Linked DNA regions of Danio rerio: region 2 is linked to region 1. A link is a contact called in public HiChIP or PLAC-seq data. All regions are on one chromosome and are shown on one strand. The core of a region is the stretch at or near the end of the contact, and the rest is flanking DNA. Distances in the headings are between cores, read along the strand shown.

What was found. HiChIP or PLAC-seq counts read pairs in DNA pulled down with a chosen protein or histone mark.
Region 2: an H3K4me3 HiChIP or PLAC-seq map of embryo shows a contact between it and region 1, with 4 times the contacts expected there. The contact joins the enhancer-like site here to the promoter of ppp1r8a in region 1. A contact is called at or near these places in 4 of 18 Hi-C or Micro-C datasets (caudal fin, embryo, hematopoietic stem cells and 1 more) and 2 of 4 datasets of contacts at active chromatin or transcription factors (caudal fin and embryo).

Annotation. Positions count from the first base shown.
Region 1 is chr19:16,677,971-16,681,844 of GRCz12tu, forward strand. ppp1r8a (protein phosphatase 1, regulatory subunit 8a) reads left to right here and starts at 2,449. Exons shown (of 7, transcript NM_001100952.1): 1 at 2,449-2,498; 2 at 2,810-2,870. The coding sequence starts at 2,449. The region is part of intron 2 of ftr55 (finTRIM family, member 55); the gene reads right to left.
Region 2 is chr19:16,940,246-16,944,439 of GRCz12tu, forward strand. No RefSeq gene overlaps it. Among named protein-coding and RNA genes, the nearest start is that of cited4a, 72 kb to the right of the region's middle. Within about 2 kb of position 2,001, at least 4 of the 62 cell types and tissues checked have an H3K27ac peak or open chromatin away from gene starts, as enhancers often do.

The DNA.
Region 1 (3,874 bases), core at 1,199-3,698:
TTTTAGCTCAACCAAACCATTTTTTAAATCAATTCATTAATTAACAGTTTTGATATTTTGTCATTTACGGGTTATTTTGGTTTAATTACAGTTAGAAATTGCATTGTGGGATCTTGATCTATGTGCTCTGTTAACTTTTGATGTTTAACTCTGTACAGCAATGTGCATTTTATTGACACCAGTAGTTTGAAACTGAATCTGAAATCTTCTTCTAAAATCAGGCCCATATTGGTTTCGGGTAGTTTGAAAGACCCACCCCTCACTGACAAAGGTCCAGTATTTGACACATCGATGAGTTTTTTTTTTTTTTTTTTCTATTTTGACTGCTATGCCAAACATTCTAACAAATTGTAAAAAATAACCCATTATAAAGTCACACCGTGCCAAAATCGACAGACGAAAGTTGAATGTGCTGCTCAGTTTGTATTTGCCTATAGGCTTTATACAATGACAATGTACAGTTTATAATTTAAGAGTTTAACAAATTCCTATTTTTTCTAATAATGTATTTTTAAAATAAGTATTGTATTTCTTCTAAATCTTTAGGAAATGTTTTTGGTTCATCAGAAAGAGTTGTTATGATATGGCCATCTGACAAGCTAATCCAGCAAAGGATAGTGCTTAAAATTAAAAAAAAAAAATGCAGTATTTAAACATCATAATTAAACAGAAAATGAGGGAAATAACTGCAAAAAAAGGAGAAACGAGAAAAAGAAACCACCTCTTCCACCAGCCTGGCTATACAGGCCTGAAAATGAGCATCTTTCTCAGCCTAATTTCATTTATTTCACTTTGAAGGGAATGAAAAGGTACAAGAAAATGAGAAAAAATGCTAATTTTAGATGAAAATTTCAGAGGCATTTAATGGTTCATCTAAATTATTTATAAAACTGAAAAAAAGCACTGTACGTTTTTGTAATTTACAATCCCAATCCAGACAATATCAATTAAAAATCCCAAGTCACTTTTTTAATCTTTTTAACATTAAAAAGTCCCATAAGGCAATTTCAAAGCATAGAAAACATGAATAACAAAATACAGAAAACTGCTAATTTGACTGCTAATTTCTTTACAGTAGGCCTGTATTTGCCCTTATTTAAAAAGACCCAGTTGAGATCTAAATCCCTTGATATATATATATATATATATAAAAACTGATTTAAAAAATGGAAAGTGAAATACGTTGCATCCAGTGAAGACTAAAACAAGGTATCAGCACCGCGCAAACCTTTCTACAAGACTGGCTGCAGGTAAGTCGATGTGTATATCTACTGATATAAAATAAAAATATAATTAAAAATAAAATATTGTAATAGTTGAACATTACTAAATTTAGGTGGTGTGGACCGTGGCACAGTCAGTAGTGCTGTCGCTTGACAGCAAGAAGGTTGCTGATTGGAGCCTCGGCTGGGTCAGTTGGCATTTCTGTGTGGAGTTTGCATGTTCTCCCTGGTTTCACTTCCTCCGGGTGCTCCGGTTTGCCCCACAAGTCCAAAGACATGCAGTACAGGTGAATTGGGTAAGCTAAATTGTCTGTTGTGTGTGTGGATGTTTCTTAATCATGGGTTGCAGCTAGAACACTGAAAAAAATTATTCAGAGATGATTCCTTGGATTTACTCAATTTTTTTACGTTAAGTGGTTGTAAACATTTTATTTGTGTTGAATTTAAACAAACAAATTAAGTTGAACATTGTTAAACTTAATTTGTTTGTTTAAATTCAACACAAATAAATTGTTTGCAACAGTTCTGCATGCAACACTTTTTTCAGTGAAGGGCATACGCTGCATAAAAATTATGCTGGATAAGTTAACGGTTCATTCCGCTGTGGCGACCCTAGATTAGTAATCAGACTAAACAGAAAAGAAAATGAATAAATAAATGAATTACAAAATTTAAATTGTTTAATTGTTTAAATTCAACAAATTTAAATAGTTTTGTACAAGAAATTTTTGCAGATATCATTTTTTCTTTGTGTTTTTATCTGTATTGTTTTATTTCTCTCACATTAAAACATGACAGGCAATATATAAAATTATAAAATTAGGTTGATACAATGTGTAGTTTTCGTCTATCATTTGAAATGCTGTGCAAGTTTTCAGCAAAAAAAAAAAAAATTGTAGCCTACTGTATTTATTTATCAAAAAATTATAAAATTGTATTGATACAATGCATGGTTTAAACGTTTGTCTTTGTCATGGGCCTGCATGAAGGCACATAGCTACACTAGGCAAATTGAAAAGAAAAAACTAGCTTTATGATAAGATTCCAGTTGGAATGAAAACAATATGAACATTATACTAAAGAATTTCATTTATTTAACCGTGTGTAGATAGAATGTACAGTGATACCTTTAGCAAGCCAACCCATGATTTGACAAACAAACTTCAAATCCCACAATTCTCAATAACACCCCGTAATTACCCAGCGTTCACCGCGGTTGTGCAAAATGGCGGCTATTGCAAGCACAAACACAACAGGCTTTGACTGCCCGTCATGGTGAGATAAGAAACCAATTACTTCATTTTTGCACTCAAAGTGAAGTCCTGCATGCATGTGTGTGGAGCTACCTAGTAGGTCATTAATGCATAAATACAAACAATGCAATTTACCCCTGTAAACAAGAGTCGCAGACAGAAACTCAACACACAGTAAAATATCGAATATGCATAATTGCGTTAATGAATGGACTTTTATTCTGTTTTTATGTGGCTAATTTGTGCCATGTATATGGATCCGCTATTTCGTGTTGCGTTGCACATTTTAGTATTTAATGTTGAATAATTTAATTTAATAACATTTAATCTCAGGGCAGGAAAACCTCCACCTGGACTTCATTTGGATGTGGTTAAAGGAGACAAATTAATAGAGGTAAGACGAATTAACATTACTGTTAAATAAACAGTGATGAATGTTGTTGTTTACCCTTATATAATAGTTTAAAAATATATTAAAACGTCATGGGGAAAAATTCCAATTAGCGTTCAATGTGCAAAGTCATTATAAGATATATCTCAATGGTAAAGTTGGTTTATATTCGCACATTCATTCAGTGAGACTCTCCTTATATTGTTTACCATGGTACTTTGAATATTCGGTCTGAAATCACATGCATGACTTCAAAACAACATTAGCACTATTTAATAGATTGTGGATGTTGTACTTTGATAGTCACTGGCTGCTAATATATCCCTATTTAGAATTTGCGAATAATACTTTTCAGAAATTTTTTTATCAAGGAGAAAGTCCTAATACGTGAATATAAAACCAACTTTACCCTGATGGTTTCTCATGTCTGAAAACTTGTAGATGGGAAATACTACCAGAAATGATAGGGGTAAAGTTGGTTTTATATTCAATATTCAGACATTCTCCTTTATAATATATTTTCAGAAAAGTATTTTTTGCAAATTCTAAATAGGGAAATCATATTAGCAGCCAATGACTATCAAAGTACAACATTGCTTACAGTGAATTGTATAGTGTTACTGTTGTTTAGAAAGTCATACTTGCATAATTCCGAGCAAATGTTCAAAGTAACATGGTAAACAATAAACAGACTGCTCAATGAACGAATGTGTGAATATAAAACTGACTTTACCTCTATCCAGAAACGTACATTATCAGTCCCTGAAATAAAAAACCATAAATAGAGTGGATAAAAAAAAAATTTATCCCAAGAATTTCTAAAATGGACTAATGGTTGATTTCTGCGAGAAGTAGGTGATTCATTTTGTTCTCAGTTTTTTTTTTCCTATTAAAAGCACCCTACAAATATACAAACCCTGTCATTGTCCTTGTCCTCAGCTCAATTTAACCTACAGCTTTAATAGTTTTGTTATGCTTAAACTGTTGTTTAGAAAAAAATACTTCAG
Region 2 (4,194 bases), core at 751-3,250, 260 kb after region 1:
TCTTCTGTGCTGGATCTGAAAACGTGCTGGATAAGTTGCCGTCTATTCCTCTGTGGCGGCCCTGGATTTATAAAGGGACTAAGCCGAAAAGAAAACGAATGAATGAAAATAAGTACATCTCTCTCAAAAATTCATATTTCAATAGCTAGACAATATTATATTTGTGCAACTTATGATAACAGTCCAAAAACTAGCACACCTAAATTTATGTTATAGAAAAAAATTACATGTTTTTTTTTTTAAAAAGAAGAAAAATCAAGAGAAGCAAAAAGTATGAATATGTATAACATTTTGTAGGTTGTATATTGATTTGCAATATATTGCTTGAATTTAGTTGTATTATTTTTTAAATTCTAAATATGTATGGTGACTAAAATGTTATTTTAGTAAATATATCTGTTTAATAAATCTGTCTTGTTGTACACTATTGCATTCACACACACACACACACACACGCACACACACACACACACACACACACACACACACACACACACACACTACGGCCGATTTAGTTCACTTATAGTGCATGTCTTTGGACTGTGGGGGAAACCAGTGCACCCGGAGAAAACACAAGAAGAACATATATATATATATATATATATATATATATATATATATATATATATATATATATATATATATATATATATATATATATATATATATATATTTTAGTGGGTGACTAAGATATGTTTTTTTCGTGATTTAATTCTTTAATCAGTATGCTGGCCTTGTTTGTCAAAAAAAATAATAATAATCAAAAATAATCCTAAAAACAAGCAACATTTAGTGCACAAGACAAGCTGTGTTCTCATAAATACTGTATATCTTAATTTATTATTTTATTTCTTTCTCATTGCTTTTTAAACCTTTCCAAAGAGATTTGTAAAAAAATATATTTAATTAAAAACATATTTCGTATTTTAATATTTTATAAAAATATATGTATCTTAAAAATTTTAGATTTTTTTTTTTCTGGGGAACCAGACTATTTTGATTAAGTACTGATGGAATAAATAATTTTTCTTTTGCAAATTTGATTCACACTTCAAAACAAATTTCGTTGTGATCAACAGCAAAGCATGCAAGCGATGGCAACACTGGCATCATCACACTTGGCACGAGACTTTCATCTGCACAGTTAAATAATGTCAAGCTTAGAGTGACATAAGGCTAAGTAAACCATGAATTCATTTGAATGTATTATTTGTAAATTTAAAGCATACACCTGCACTATACTGTTTAAACGGTTACAACCCACAATGTGTCATTGTGAGCGACATTTATTCTATTGTTGGTGGGTTTTTTTACAACTGATATGCCATCTGGTTTAATCTCACTATTATGTCTGACATGTTTAGTTTATTGACTCATTTGTATGCTTGCCAGTTACATGTACCAAATCTGTGTCAAGTCAGTTGACCTGACAGTCATGCAATGTTACGTAAGCACGTATAAAACAATAGTGCCAGTGTTGGGAAGCCATTGTAGAAGAGTTACTTCAAAGGAGCTCATTTGCCTCTGAAACGAGCTTTAGATTGGCCATCGACGCTAACAGAAATGTGACCGTTGCGGCCTGTTTTCACATGGCGCTGTGCACATTTGTAACTTGGGCGCTAGTTGGTTCCCATCTTGTTAGCATGCCCAAAGTTCTTCCCCCCTCGCCAAGCACAAGGTCACCAGAGACCCGGCGGATGGTGCAGCTAGACGGCGCATAGGACTGCCCGAAATTAGCATTCACCCTTTCCCTGTGATCGCTAAATATTTCAACACTTCCAGCTGCTTGAAGTTAGAGCCCATCACTCAGGAGATGGAACTATAGAGAGAGGCAGAGAGAGTGAGACAGCCATCTTCCTGCGTGAGTGCTGCGCCTCATGTGTATCTCTTCACTTATTCATGTGTTTATTTATTATTTCATCGGCGGCGCTGCTCTATATCCCCCCCTCCATTCACCCACCATCCACCGTCTGTGTCTGAGCAGAGATGGAGAGAAAGAGAGAGAGTGAAGAGAGCAGTCATTAATTCATTAAAGAAGCCCTTCCCTGCCTGTCTATCTCTCTTTCCCTCCCTCCTTCCTGTCTTTTTCCTCTTCCTCTCTCACTCCCCCTCCTTCCTAACCCATTTCCCCTTTCCCTCTTGCCTCTTTCCTTTACTTACATGTTCTGTTCTTTCTTTGATATCGTGACACCTTTTTCTTGTTCTCTGAGCGTTTCCTGACTGCCTCTTTCAGATTGCCGTTCTTTTCAGTCATACTCAATTTAAACCTGGTATATTTAGATACATCTCAAGTGATCTGATCATATGTGGTCAACATCGTCCAAAATATTTTGTAACCTCATCACTCAAAAAAACTGTCATAGATTGTGAACATTTGTCATGTAAACACAAGTCTCTTGACACACTTTGGTGTCATCATACACCAGAACAGCAAACTGTGCTACATTGGATGTAAGTGGCATAACAATGGCAATGCAACTCATTATAAAGTTAGGGATAAAGTACATCCTGGAGGCTGTTATTGCAGAATAAAGCCTGACAGACTTAGCAGCAGCCCAATGTGAACATGAGGACTGTTGTATAAGACTGGTGGCTTTATTCTGTGAAAACAACCATCTTGGGTGTACTTTTTCCCTAATTTATGTCTTCTATTACATATTTATGTCACTTATTAATGATTATTATCCTGGTTTATGCATAATATAATGTTTATACGTAATTATATGGTTTATATACAGCTACTTCACACAAAACATAAAATTAGACACAAAACGTTGTTCTGAGGCGTAATCGTTTATTAATTAAACGCAAAGCTGACAGAAACAAAAACTGCTGATGGAGTATACACTAACCTGCACATTATTCAATCACAGGATGATGCCAAACAGTCAAAAATGCAACACTGAGAGAAACTAAACTAGCTGAAAAAGGAAGACCTAGACATTATTTATTCACAAGACAGCACCATGTATTTTATCCTGCTTTTGCCACTGCTACTTGCTACATTTTTTTTTATTAGAGCTGTAATATTTTATTATTTCTTTAATTAAACGCTTAGCTGAGATAAACAAAAATGGCTGAATGGAGCATACACAGACCTACTGTATTATTAAGTCACAAGATTCACACAACAGTCAAAAGCAAAAGCTGTGGTGTCCCAGACAAGCAGATTCACTGACAGTCAATTCAAAGTACCCAGATGAGTCTGTGTTATTAGTTTTAGAGGATGTTATCTAGGAATTACATACCTTGAATGTAGTGACTGAACTATTCCAGACTGTTATATAATAATCAGTTAATGTTTACACTCGGTGTAGCATGGCTCAATAGTCACAGTAAACTGATGCAACATTTATTTTTTTCTGACATGCTATACACACATTAACTACTTGAGTTATTTGCACTTAATCTGGGATGGTCCTCAAATGTTCGCATCTTACCTTGAAGGAAGAGGTTACTATGTCAGTATAGGTGACCATAGGTCGAGGTAGACACCCATGACATGTGGAGTCCCACACAAATCAATTCTGGCACCTTTCCTGTTCAACCTTTATTTGCTCCCACTAAGCCAAACAATGAGAAAGAACCAAATCTCCTACCATAGCTATGTTGATGACACTCAGATCTACTTAGCTTTAATGCCTAATGACTTCAGCCCCAATAGCCATGTTTCCAGTATCGCGCCTAAAGCGAACGAGCCAGGGCGAGCTAAGGCCAGTCGCGTTTTCACTGTCACTTCCGGGGCGTAATCGGGCCAAATCGGGGCTTTCTTGGGGCCAGTGGCCGGCTTTTTTCGGCCCGCCGAATACCTTGGGTCAAAGAGGGCCATCCGGGGCTTCGGGGCGGAGTGAAAGGAGAGGCGGAGACAGTTTTCTGATCGCACACGAGTATATGCGCACATAAACAAATAAATTAATAAGGGAGAGAAAACATCTGGAACTAATTATACGCTGTTTTTTTTTTTTTTTTTTTTTTTGCGTATGATCACCCTTACCCTTTTATTTGTTATTGTTTCTCTTTAAAATGTAAGGCTGTTGCATAAAATAATAAAGTAGTTTTAATTTATAAGTGACTTTTCTTTGTGGCGATTGGCCCGGCCTGGCCCGATATAAGCCCTGGCTCGCACTGGCCCGATAGTTGAAATGCGGCTATTGACACCCTCTGCCAATGAATTAATGAAATGAACAGTTGGAT